Regions from separate parts of the Mus musculus genome. Here region 2 is linked to region 1. A link is a contact called in public promoter capture Hi-C data. All regions are on one chromosome and are shown on one strand. The core of a region is the stretch at or near the end of the contact, and the rest is flanking DNA. Distances in the headings are between cores, read along the strand shown. Region 1 overlaps Pon3 (paraoxonase 3). Region 2 holds the start of Asb4 (ankyrin repeat and SOCS box-containing 4).

What was found. Promoter capture Hi-C pulls out the DNA fragments that hold promoters and counts their contacts.
Region 2: a contact with region 1 is called in a promoter capture Hi-C map of liver, with 3 times the contacts expected there. The contact joins the promoter of Asb4 here to the enhancer-like site in region 1. A contact is called at or near these places in 18 of 39 promoter capture datasets (the 3T3-L1 cell line, 3T3-L1-derived adipocytes, the C10 cell line and 12 more), 2 of 15 datasets of contacts at CTCF or cohesin (large pre-B cells and pro-B cells), 27 of 484 Hi-C or Micro-C datasets (B cells, the C10 cell line, CD4 T cells and 15 more), 11 of 115 datasets of contacts at active chromatin or transcription factors (bone marrow-derived dendritic cells, bone marrow-derived macrophages, embryonic stem cells and 4 more) and 5 of 9 other capture datasets (adipose tissue, embryonic stem cells, liver and 2 more).

What each region holds. Positions count from the first base shown.
Region 1 is chr6:5,234,181-5,241,038 of GRCm38.p6, forward strand. It overlaps Pon3 (paraoxonase 3), which reads right to left. Exons shown (of 9, transcript NM_173006.2): 4 at 6,633-6,798; 5 at 2,692-2,818. Among named protein-coding and RNA genes, the nearest start is that of Pon3, 19 kb to the right of the region's middle. Within about 2 kb of position 3,526, at least 10 of the 459 cell types and tissues checked have an H3K27ac peak or open chromatin away from gene starts, as enhancers often do. A contact at or near this core is called in the G1E-ER4 cell line and liver, where this site is marked.
Region 2 is chr6:5,386,896-5,393,753 of GRCm38.p6, forward strand. It overlaps Asb4 (ankyrin repeat and SOCS box-containing 4), which reads left to right and starts at 3,515. Exons shown (of 5, transcript NM_001355662.1): 1 at 3,515-3,900. The coding sequence starts at 3,714.

The sequences.
Region 1 (6,858 bases), core at 2,276-4,775:
GCACAGGATAGCACTGGTGTGACTCAAACATGAACAAGTTGACAGGGCAAGAGTGAGAAGTTCCTTGAGGCACCTTTGACTAAGGAGAAATGATGTCACAAGATAAACTCCTTTGTCTTTTTTTTTAATTAGGTATTTTCTTCATTTCCAATGCTATCCCAAAAGTCCCCCATACCCTCCCTCCCCCACTCACCCACCCACCCACTCCCACTTCTTGGCCCTGGCGTTCCCCTGTACTGAGGCAGATAAAGTTTGCAAGACCAATGGGCTTCTCTTTCCACTGATGGCTGACTAGTCCATCTTCTGATACATATGCAGCTAGAGACACGAGCTCCGGGGTACTGGTTAGTTCATATTGTTGTTCCACCTATAGGGTTGCAGATCCCTTTAGTTCCTTGGATACTTTCTCTAGCTCCTTCATTGGGGGCCCTGTGATCCATCCAATAGCCGACTGTGAGCACCCACTTCTGTGTTTGCTAGGCCCCTCCATAGTCTCACAAGAGACAGCTACATCAGGGCTCTTTTGTCTTTCTTATCGTGGTCAGATCATTGTGAAACAAGGCTTATGTTGCCTCTTCGAGGTAACCTGATTTCAAGCAGTGTCAACTGCATTTAGTAATGGGTAACTTGACAGGGCACCTCTACAACTTCCTCATGTATGTTCCCTGGGTCTGTTATAATAAACTGCCATCAACTGTAGGGATTAAAAAACAAAAGTTATTCTAAATGGTTCAACAGAGTAAGCATATTGAAGCAGGGAGTTAGCAGAGCCATGATCCCACTAAAGTCTTGGTGGAAAGATCTGTTCGTGGCTTTTCCACCATCAGGTCCCGCTCCCTGACCTGTAGATCTCTCGCTCCAGGTTTGGGAGAGTATTCATCATTGTGTGGCAATCTCTGCACTTGTCTGCCTTCTTACTGATTAAGGATATATCTTAATCCACTAAGGCTTCATCTTTAACTGGGTATTTATAAGCAAGATCACATTCTGAGGTATGTGTGGAAGAAATTCAAACACAGGTTTTAATACAAAATTTTTAAAAAGTGGAGTTTGGATGACTTGGGAAATATTTTGCAGGTTTTTTGTTTTGTTTTGTTCTTTTTGTTTTTTTTTTTTTGTTTTTTTTTTTGTTTTGTTTTGTTTTGTGTTTTTGTTTTTTTTTCGACAGGATTTCTCTGTAGCCGTGGCTGTCCTGGAACTCACTTTGTAGACCAGGCTGGCCTCGAACTCAGAAGTTCGCTTGCCTCTGCCTCCCAAGTGCTGGGATTAAAGGCATGTGCCACCACCGCCCGGCTATTTTGCAGTTTTTAGGACATCATTCAACTCATAACAATCCCTTTTCTTTACTTTCCATTCCCTAGCAATCCTGTGAAGTTCAGATCCACTGTGGCCTCAAGAACCTAGTGATGCTTTTAGTTCATAAGAGGGGAAAATATCTCTTACTGCTTAAACCCTGACATTGATTAAGGAATAATAATCGTCTAAATTCAATAAGAATGATGCTGATCATTGCAAATTAAGAGCTCACTTTTGATGGACCTGGGATTACGTGGTGATTTAGTCACAAGCTGACTCGGGCCACCTACCTGGCCCACAACTTTTTTTCTTCTTCTTCTTCTTCTTCTTCTTCTTCACTTATACATTTTCCGTTTTTATTTTGCCCCTTCGCAATGCCCAATGTATTTATAGTAATTCCAAGAAAAGTATAAGATATACTACATTTTATTATAGAAAGTCAGAAAAAATGAGTTGATCTTGGAAAAAAAGATCATCCTTTGCAAAATTTAACTTGTCCATATTAAAGACACGGAATGCAATGTTTGCAGAATTTTCTTTTCCTTGGGTGTCAAGTACTAAATCAACTTAAATATTGCACTCTACCAATATTTATATCATCAAAGAGTAATGTTATGGTTTCTCTTTTTTTATTAGGTATTTTCTTTATTTATATTTCAAATGTTATCCCCTTTCCTAGTTTCCCTTCTAAAAACCCACTATCCCCTTTTCCTTCCCCCTGCTCCCAACCCACCCACTCCCACTTCCTGATCCTGGCATTCTCCTATACTGGGGCATAGAACCTTCACAGGGCCAAGTGGCCCACAACTTCTATGAGACTCAGTTTACTTATGCTTGTTACTAAATGCTATGTGAAAATAAGTTAAACTATTTTGACTTGGCACAGAGTCAGCACACTTAAGGTAATCTTTATAAGTTCCCACCAGTTGTTTTTATTTATTTTTATTAATTTTTTATCAGCTTCTTCTTTAAAGAGTTGGACATAAAGAAATAACCCATCTGGCGGTTGGTTATAATACCCAGTGGGTAAGACTCAGAAAACACAATCTACCACGATGATTGGCAGGGGGAGTAGGTGTTTAAGGAGAGCACAGGATTGAGTTGCTGTGGCAAAGAGGTTGGAATTGGAGCTGGGAATCTAATTGAGCACCTTTATAGGATTAAAGAGCTTTCAGAAAGTTGGAAAATATAGAGACATTCAATCCTGAACACAGCAATGTCTACTGAGGCGCTGGGCAGTCCCACCACAGGGAGCTTTAGAAAGCTTTAGAGAAAGAGAAAAATCTTCCGCTTGCGAAACAAAAGCTGGAGAACGCCTGCTGAAGGGAAGAAAGCAAGGTGCACAGTGGAGGGCCCGAAGAAATAGACCGAAGACGCGTGGTTTTAACTCCATACCTCTTGAGAAGTTCATGTTTTAGAGTTTTCAGGTGGATGAGAGAGCGTTGTTGTTCTTCAAACTTAAATATCTCCACAGTGGAGTCCATGTTGGGGTGATTCACGACATAAAGATAAGCAGTGTTGTCTGAATGGGAGAGGGGAGGGGAGAGATCATTTCAAAGAAAGATACAATTTCCAGGAAGTTTAAGCGAGCTTCTTGAAACCGTTATTAGGCATCTTTAAAAACCCAATCATCTCCCAGGTCTTTAGTTTTGCCTTGAGATGGGGTCTTGCTATGTTCCCAAGCTTATCTTGAGCTTCAAGGTTCCAGTTGTGAGTTGCTGGCATTTTATAGGCAGGTACTACTGTGCAACGGCTGCTTTTATGGTACTGCCTGCCTGTCAGGTCATTAACACCAATGCTAGATGCTTCTATTTTTGGAGAAATTGAAACTCCAGTAGGGGATATCCCAGCAATTTTATCAACATAGCAAGTTTACCAAGCAATGGTGCAAAGCATGGGTGTTTGTGCAATGGTCTCCACAGCCTCACTAGCACGCCCTCTCTAAAGAGAAGAGATGGAACTTCAGTGGTAGGCAAACATGTATGTCACTCTCCTGGATGGTTTGTCAGCAAACAAATCATGTCTGCTGAGAAATTTTGGGGTGTGTCACAAAGGTCTACATTTCGACAGAAGTTCAAGAAACCTCAGGGCATGCGAATGCTTTCAAATAAGCCCTTTCCCAGATGGACAACGAACTTCTAACACAAGTGAAATACCTGAGTAGAGTAACTATATTTACTGAACTCAGTGGACTTGTAAAGTAAACACGCCAATGGAAACAAGCCAGCTAATCCTAGGCATCACCAACCTCAAGAATGCTCCCAGATACCTGCTTTCACTCTGGAATGTAGAGTGCCCTGAAGAGGATTGAGGGTAGTGGCCTTCATAGACTTATTAGAAGCTGTGTGTCTGAGGTTTTGAGGGACTGGTCTGGTCCTGTCCTCTCACTGTGAAATTTGTTCTGTATCTCTTGTTCCTGTTCACTTCCTCCATGTAATTACTGAACATGTAATGGAGCAGGTCTGAGGCCTGACATATGAAATTTACATTCAGGGCCCTTGACCACATTTAGCTGTTCCAGGCAAATTAGGTGGAAGAGGTGCTTAATGAAGATAAACTTTGTTCTACAGCCTGACAGTTCTCTGTGGGACATTTTGGTCTGTGAATTAATCCCTTAATTTAGGAATAAATAAAATAGGTTGTCAATCACAGAACATTGAATGTCTGGAAGCTTCAGTGTATGGCTGACAGATAATCCATAAGCTGATCCTATCTTAGAACATTCAGCTCCTGATATCCCTAACTCTAACATCCTATACAGTGAAATAGTCTCCGTTAATCTGACTACTCGGCTCTCACTGGAATGCGTTAGCCAGGGCAGTGTCAGGCAAACAAGTTGTGGCTGTAAGGGACTAAGTATAATGAGCTTCCCGAGTTTTACCGAGTAAGAGACACGCGATAAATGAAAGCACCTACCTTCTAACTCTGAAGCAGCCAGAGTTACTCAGAGAAGTCAACCCTGTATCACATTCCTGGCAACTCCAGCTTCTCCATCTTATTAAATGGAGTATTACTGTAACTTGTCTGATGCCATCACATCCATAGTCCCTCGCGCACCAGATACCTGTTTGCTCAGTTCCTATTCTGTCTCAGTCATTGTTCTGGACTCTCAGATTCCATAATGAATGTGTTGCATACATTTTTTATGGTGAATATATTTAGATAAGAAAACAATAGTAAAAACTAGTAAGTAGAAACAAATACTGGGGCAGAGAGATACCCCCTTCATTTATACAATGGCATCTGTGTGTTCAATGGATTCACAAATAAATTATATTTAAATTAGTTTGGAATTATGGGATATAAACAAGCAAAATGTACTAAAGATTGCTATTTTCAAAGTGAATAATATAAGATTTGTTTCTGAGGTAGTTTCTTGAGATGTGAGTCACATGCCATTAAATCCAGTCTTGCAAAATGTAAACGTTAGTGCGTTTTAGTATATTCTTAGAGTTGTGTAGTAATAACCACTACTTAGCTCCGGAATGCTTACATCAGGCCCCATGTAAATGCCCCACTGTTTAGATGTTCCTTTCTACTTCCCCTTCTTCCCAGCATCTGCCCAGGGTCATAGCACACTATCCCAGCTCATTCTTTCTATTGCCAAATGATACTGTATTGTATTGTATTGTAGTCTATTGTATAAACTATGTTCCATGCTCATCAGTTAATGGGCATGTGAGTACTAGGAAAAAGGCTGATAGGACCATTCATGTGGGAGTATTTGTGTAGAAGTGTTGCCAGTCCTGCTGATCACACACCAGAGAGCAAAGCTACTGTATCACATGGTAACACAATATTTTGAACTGACAGACTGTTTCCTAAAGTGGATGCACCTCTCACAATATTGCCAGTGAAGGAGCCCAATTTCTCCACATCTTTGCTTATATTTGTTGTTACTTGTTTTCTCTCTCTCTCTCACTCTGTGTGTGTGTGTGCGTGTGTGTGTGTGTGTGAGAGAGAGAGAGAGAGCAGTAGTTGTAGTAATAGTTGTAGTGGTGGTGGTAGTGGTAGTAGTAGTAATAGTAATGTATTTATATGTGCTACATGCACATCAGTGAGTATGTCTTCCTCTATTACTTTCTGCCTTACTGCCTTGAGACAAGGTCTCTCACTGACCTGGAAACTCACTGATTATTTTGGGGGGGGGGTAGGGTCTTAACTGGATGGTTGGTGAACTCTGAGGATCCACTGGTCTCCACTCTCAATATCGGAGTTTCAAGAATAATGGGTAGGTACGGTGACCCATTGCCCTGTACCTAGCCTCATGTCCCTTCTATTATTCTCATCCTTGAATATATGAAGAAGTGACTGATTTTTACTTCATCTGCATTTTCACAGGTTGCTGAAATTGTCAAATGTCTCTTAACACCTTAATTGGCATTTGTATACTTTCATAAGAGAAATATCTATTCAGATACCTGTCCACATTTAAACAGGTTCATTTGTCTTTTGGATGTTAAGGGGCATGCTAGATAGTTTAATGTCAACTTGCTTCAAGCTGGAGTCATTGGAAAGGAGGGAACCTCAGTTGAGAAAATGTTTCCATATGATCGAACTGTTGGATATTTTCTTAATTAGTGATTGATGGAGAAGGACCCAGGCCATTGTGGGTAGTGCCATTCATGGATTGGTGGTTCTAGGTTCTATAAGAAAGCAGATTGAGCAAGCAGTAATGAGCAATCCAGTAAGCAGCACCTCCATGGCCTCTGCATCAGCTCCTGCCTCCAGATTCCTGCCTTGTTTGAATTCCAGCTCTGACTTACTTTATTATTTGGTACAAGCCACATAATCCCTTCCTTCCCCAACTTACTTGGGTCACGGGGTCTCTTCGCAGTAATAGAGCAGTAATTAAGACAAGTTGTAACACTGATATTGTCTCTACAAGCTCTGAATCAGACATATTATTTGCAGATATTATCTATCATTCTTCGAGCATTTTTTCACTTTCTTGGTGGTATTATTAGGCACAAAACTGGGGTTTCAGTTTCCAAGATTCCAATTTATCTCTTTTTCCCTTATGGTATGATTTTTCCTGTTATATTATTATTTTCACGTTATATGTTTGATTTCTTATTTAAACAGGTTATGGGAGTCAAATAAGAAGCAAAGTGGATCAAAGGAGCCCACTCGGGTCTCTCAGGTCAGCCATCCTTCACATCCTTCACTGTTTTAAAAAATGTTCCCTGTGAACATTAAAACTTTTGCAATTATTCCATACATTTCTTTGGTGGAATAGCGCCTGCCCTATAGCTTTAGCATGAATGCTGAGTTGTAGGGGGTCTATGGCATCTCTTCCCTCCAGCTTCCCTTTCTCTTAGTCATTTGTCTTGTACCTTTGTCGATGAAAGTGCTGATCCCGTGAGGATTTAGTGACTCCTGGTCAAGCCCACCACTGATTTCCAGTGCTTGCGCCTCTGGGTTTTGCTCATTCAGATCCATCAGAAAGATTCTTCCTGGTTTGTCCGGTGCAAACGCTGGCATGCCCGGATATTTTAATCCCTGCAGAAACAGAGAACCAGTGTACACACATATGCATATTTAAACGCTATTATCATATGG
Region 2 (6,858 bases), core at 2,265-4,764, 150 kb after region 1:
ATGTAGTCTCCTGTGGCCTAAGCAATGGATGCTATTTGAAGCTAAGTCTAGGTAATGACGTCAGGTCTCAGATTTTTTTTTTTCATTAGTCACAATATTCCAGATACGTTGCTATGACTTCGGTGAGAAATTAAATTTCTATTTTTTTTAAAAAAGATTTACTTATTTATTATGTGTAAGTACACTGTAGCTGTCTTCAGACACTTCAAAAGAGGGCATCAGATTTCTTTACCGATGGTTGTGAGCCACCATGTGGTTGCTGGGATTTGAACTCGGGACCTTCGGAAAAGCAGTCGGCGCTCTTAACCACTGAGCCATCTCGCCAGCTCCTAAACTTCTATTTTTTAAAATTCAAATTATCTCTGAATTTTATTCTTTGGTTCTTTGCTTCTAGTAGAATGGTAGAAATAATGTTCTTAATTTTGAAATTTTCTTCACAGAAACTTTGCTTTCTCAAAATATTTGACAAAGATACATTTATTTTTTTACAGCTATGAACCTGGATCTTTAGAAAGGCAGAAGTTATACAAATCAGATATTAATAAGATAAGCTTTTGGAGGTTGGGGCAGTAATTAAGTGGAAAACACTGGCCTAGCATTCATGAGGCTGTGCATTCAACCACAGCATCCAACCCAAACTGAGCCAAAAGACCAGCAGCTGCCCCCAGCGCAGCTGAAGCAACAAGAGAACAACAGAAGCAAGGACCCGGGGGCTTAAATAATAGCATTTCTTCCACAATGCAATGATAAGCCCTGTATCCAGGGTGAAAGATCAATGAGCTAGTTAACCTAGGAAGAAAAAAGTAAAAGTTAAAGAGCAATTAACACTTCCCAGATTAGGCATTTTCTAGCCAGGATGAAGTCTTGCTGGATTAGGAACAGAGATACAAACTGATCCTGGGGTTAACAATACAGTTCCCATCCCTGTTCACATTCTTTCATTGTGCTAGCTTTGCTCTTTATGGTCCCTGCATAAGGGGTGGAGGTGGGGATGGGGGTGGGGGTAGGGTGGAGTGGACAAAAGTGAGGGTGTCTCTGGAGAGAAGTCATACAGTTTCTGAAGTGGCCAATAATTGATTGTCCTAAAGTATCCATGTGGCTACAATGAATGAAGAACCCATAGCCAGTGGCAAATGACTGGAGCCACATACTGTATGACCAGCAGAAGCTAGAAGGTGACTAAAGCTAAATAAGACCCAGTGAGTGGAAGGAGACACTCTACCACCCTGCATAGAGTTCAAGGATGGGGCTCCAGAGGACGGTGAGCCTATTCAGGATTCCTTTATTCTCCAGACTCACATGGGTCTGGCCATACCTGTAACTTATGGCATAGTCTTTTATGTGCTGATTGTTAAATACCAGTGTTTTAAATATTGTTTGTGCAATGATCACAACTTCCTGAATGTCCTTTTACAGGGAACATCAGAACTGGCAAGGACACCCTTAACTCCTAGAGTTGTGACTACTTATATAAAGAGACTGCTATGTATTTGGACCATATTAAACATATCTGTCTGGAATAAAATTAAATTGCCCTTTACTTAATTGCCAAGCAAAGTAGGGGTGGGGGTATCTGTGAAGGGGATCAGATCCATGTAATTGTCACAAGACACATTCTGTGTGAAATTCAAAGAAGTTTGTAACTTTGTGAACAAAATCCATTTGGACAAGTGATGGAGAAGATCCTAAGCCATTAACACACAAAAGTCTACTTCAGTGGGGATTCTTGTATGTTTTTCTCATTGATACATTTCCAGTGTTCTGAATAAGTGACTTGTCATACACTAAGCACCACTAAGTATTTGCTGAAGAAGGTATCTGGGGCTAAGTTCAGGCAAGCCTCTCAGAAGAGTCTCCAATATATGTTCAACAAAAGCAAAAGGTCTTAACAGTGTCCTGGGGTCTAGAGCCAGGGCTGAGCAGACAGAAGGTCCCTGTCTCTTCGTTTCCGTGTCTCTTGATCATCTCACCCTTGCTGGAGCCATCATTTTGAAGTATGTATCTAAAATTTAAATGAGTAAACTATTAAAATTTCAAATAAAAGTTCTTTTAAAAAGTATGTAGAACTGACCCTCAGTGTTGGAAGTCATGGTAGTGGGTGTTGGCAGATTGACTCTCCCGTCTAAGAGTGTGTGAGGGGGTTCTGGTGGGCTTACAACTACTCTGTTGGGTCTGGGTGTTGAATGTGAAAATTGTTATGATTTGGTAAGTTCTGTGCTCAGGACTGGCCAGTTTTGTATATTTACGTTCCACATCAGTACATCAAGTGAAAGGGTATGCTGATTCGCAGTTGCGTTTATAGACATATTTGTTATTGAAAAATTTAAAAAATTCACACTGCAAGTACTGCAGGGATTTTTTTATATCATTTTTCTGAACCTATCCATGATATGTAAATTGCAGCTAATTTGTATACTAGTTAGCACTTGATAATTTTCTGACATTAAAGACACTAATAAGTAAAATTAAGTCTTCAGTTTTGTCTCTAACTTTTTCTGTTGAAAAACTAACAGGGAGAAATTTTAATAATAAAAACTAGCAGGTAACTGCATATTGCCCATGACAGTAACCAGCTGCTTAACTTTGGGCCACATTTGTTCCCTGTGTTCTCTCTGTCTCTGTGCCTCTTGTCCCTTGCTCTCTGTCCTATTTACATGTCTGAACTGTTTTAAAACAAAAGTGTTAAAGACCTTGGATGGAGTTAGCTCAGTAATAAAACACAAGCTGTGTGAGTCCCTGGGTTTGATCCCTAGCAAACACACACACACACACACACACACACACACACACACACACACACACACAAGCACTATGTAAACAGACAGAGGATGTGTGAGACAGTGTGCTAATTGATTAGGCATTGCTTTAATTGAGGACAAACAGGATTCTTTTACAGAACCCAAATACCTGACTCACATTTTCAAATCAATAAGCTCATAGTAGAAAGTAAGATCCAGCTTGTATTTGTTTTTGTAATTTGTTCAAACATGGCTTTTTTTTTTAACTGACTTGAGAAATAAAATGCAGGGTTCAATAAAGTCCACTCACTTGTTGCATTGATTTTCTTGTTTCTTCAGGTTCTTTTTTTCCCCTAAAATGACCCCCCCCCATCATCTCACTACCCCGCCCTGCTTTTCTCATAATATTGAAAAATTTTTAAGTGTAGGTTACTGACAAACCTTCTGTTTGTTTTTAGATGTGCATAATTAGGCTCGATTTTACAGGCTCATTTCACAAAATCATTAAAGGTTTTCAGTAGCACGTGTATCAACAACAGAAACAAATTCTCATTTGGGGCTATTAGTTAGTCAGACTAAGATACTGCGGCTCCAGCCAGGCGCCAGATGTTTTTTGTTGAGGAGAAAACATAAAGAGAATTAAGAGCTTTGTAAATCTTACACTTTCACTTTGGTCTTGTAAGAAATAATTGTGACATTTCATGCTCGGAAATGTGTCACAGAAGCCTTCCTGCTTATCGACTCCACGTAGAGCGGAAGGGACCCGCTTACGTATCTCCAGTTTAAAGGACCTGAGAACTCAGGGAGAGTCTGGGAGGATATTTTGAAGTTTGAAATGATCCCTATATAAATAGAACGGGTCAGCATAACTTTGGGATAAAATTAGCCGGCAGTTTGTGGACTCTCCAGCCTTGCCTGTGTGCTGGGTGCTGCTCTCCTGATAAATCATTGCTCCGCTTCCACAGGGCTCCGAGGATGGACGGCATCACTGCCCCTATCAGCAAAGCTGGAGCTGCCAAATTAGTTAAGAAAGATTTCCTGGAGGCTCTAAAAACAAATGACTTCGGAAAACTGAAGGCTATTTTAATCGAGAGGCAAATAGATGTGGACACAGTGTTTGAAGTTGAAGATGAGAACATGATTTTGGCATCTTACAAACAAGGTAAAAGAATTGGAGAGGTGTAATTGTGAAATTGATACAAAATGGATTTTTAGGTCAGTAGGTCAGCTTTTGTCTTTAAAGCAGTCGTTCTTATTGTTTAAGTGTTTGTTTAGACAGTATTTCTTATTTTTAAAAATCTTCCCTTCCCTTTTAAAAATCAGAGCGCATTTGGGGGTGATTTTCATAGATCCATACAGATTTTTGTCTATGTATTTCTATTTATTGCTCTTTGCCATTCTTGCGCCTGGAATTTGGGACCCTGGGAGGTTGTATTTGTCATGCACGGTGTGTGGGGGACTTCCCTTGTGACTGTGTTGGTACAGAATAAAGAAAAGCCTCTAGGCTCTGCTTAAAGACGCTGAGATCTCTGTGTGACAGTGTGGTTCTCGGTCAGGCTGCTGATTCTTTCCTAACAACCACTTACAGATATATCACCTCCGTGTCCCTGTGAATGAGAAAGGGGACCTTCTTTTCCATTTAGAGAGTTAATGAATGGCGAAAGATGCGCCAGGGGCACTTCGATGGTCTGCATCGGTTTAATGGGTTTCAGTGCAGGAACAAAAGCTGAACTCTAAACACCACAAAGTTAACTTTTATTTTTCTTTTCTGCTTGGCTGCAATAGTAGAGAAAAAAATTGAAAAATTAAAATTCAGAATCTCTGCTTTGTCCAAAAAAAAAAAAATAGGAAATCAAAAATTATAACAAAATTCTTTAAGTCTCCCCCTCCCCTGGAACTCCTCTTTAATAAATCAGAACAAGATTAACACACTCATTCTGATTTCTCAAATCAACTAGATAATGGGAAAACTTCAATAGTTAGACCGTTTGGCGAGCATACTGCAAAGAAAGACTCTATTTACCTTCACTGCTGCCTAGAGAAAATATGTGGGAAAGTCTTGGGAGTCGGGTGAAGGGAGACCTATTTATGTTCAAATATAAATCTGTTTTTTATTCATACAAAATCGTTAGTGTCACCAAGTTGCAGATACAAACACAAGTAGGATTTCTCTCTACCTAATTCTCTGTCATTTCTGAAATAAGTAGAGATGAGTTGAGGTCAGTTGCTGGGCTTGCTCTTTGATTTGTGTTTTATGATAAACTGTCATTGCTGTTTTGTCTGAAAAATTAAGAGTTCTATTTTTTTTCTACAAAGTTGAAAAGATTCTGTTGAAGAACAAATTATATGCTATATAATTAGGTTTCTTGGAACTTATAACTTTGTTTCGTGGTTCAATCTGGATACTAAGTTTATTTTAAAGAAACTTCTATGTGTGCCATATACAACAGGGCTCAGATTCAAGCCAGTAGCTAATGTATTTGATAGCGAGCAGCAAAGACCACCTTTTCTTATCTCTCAGGCAGGTAAACCCTGCAGACAGGCTCGGAAGTTCTGAGACAGGGAACTTAGAAGTTTGGGCTCCTGGAGAGCAGGCTGTTTTTTTCTGTTATCTCTTGGGTATCATAATCCCCAAATGTGAAGAAACTGTGTTTTAAATTCTTCTTGTCAAAATAAGCTAATTCCTGTGGCCCCCGTGGAACTAACTTTTTATTTATGCCGATGATTGTTTTACTAGCATTCAGGCTATGAGGTGTGGCTTTCAGTTAGAGGCAGAGATTTAAACTGTCTCCAAAAGAAAAAAAAGTCTTATGTAGGTGTTCATCTGGAAATATCAGGGTTTGCATTTGTATTTTCAGGGCTGTCCAGGAGATCAGTGTGCGTGTGTGTACATAATATCTATAGAAATAACTTTTCTCTCCATTTACCATGAATATGTAGCTGTGAGTCTGGGGTAGAAATCCCACTTTCTCAAAAGTTACTTGAAACTTTTTCCTAGGTGCCCACCTCCAGGATTAATGCCAGCTTTTTTTTTAAGGTAGGAATGGAAGCAGTGAATAGAACCCTCGCCTCGGCCCTGTAAAGTAGATCTAAGTGGTGATATCAATGTCTTACCTCACAAAGAAATTCTCAGAACAGTGTGGGACAGAGCGCTCTACAACTGGGTAGCTAATTAGTTACTCAGTCCCTTCTGGAGTTTGTCTAAGAGATGGAGCAGCCCCTGTGTGGCCTTGAAGAACATGTGTGGCTGGATTACTGTCTCTGAGACTTTATTCTTGTTGTTGTTGTTGTTGTTGTTGTTGTTGTTGTTGCTGTTGTTGTTGCTGTTGTTGAGTAAAAGGAGACTTTGGGGATTGTTGAAAGGCTACATGCTACTCTTTGATTTTTTTTTTTTTTTTAAGTACATGGAAAGGCTGCTCTCCTGACACTGAATAAGGAAAGTTCACAAAAGACTTTGGCTCAGTTTGATTCATTTTTATAAGACGTGAAGAAGCTTCATATTCACGCGTACTCTCAGCAAGGGGACACATCTGTCTAATCTCAGAGTGGGGACACATCTGTCTAATCTCAGAGTGGGGACACATCTGTCTAATCTCAGAGTGGGGACACATCTGTCTAATCTCAGAGAGGGTGTCTTCTGCTCAGTTGGCATTGATAAATGAAACAAAATCTACTGTCAGCAACAGTTACTGGTCACCTTGAGACTTTCTTGCAACTGATGATGTGAGTCTGTATTCAACAGTTGATTATCCTCAGAGGGCTAGCTGGTCTGAAGTCCACCTTTAACCAATCTGAGTTTCTTTTAAAACACCCTACCTCCTTTTCCACAGGATTTCAAAAAGTAGTTGAATTTGTTACTAAATACACCCTGTGCCAGCTAATGTCAAGATCCCTGTGTGAGTACTGGGAAGGTAACATAGAAATCCACTGGCAAAGATACCAACTCAGAAAATAAACATCCCAGGACACTAAGCTAAAAACCGCATCAAGTGCACCAGTAATTTAAAGATGACACCGCCTGCCCCAACTAAGCTAGTGTGCATTCTGTAAGGAGTATAGAGCAGAGATATTGGGCTAGACGGCTCTTTCCTCCTTCTTGTTCTGGATCCTTCTCCTTAAG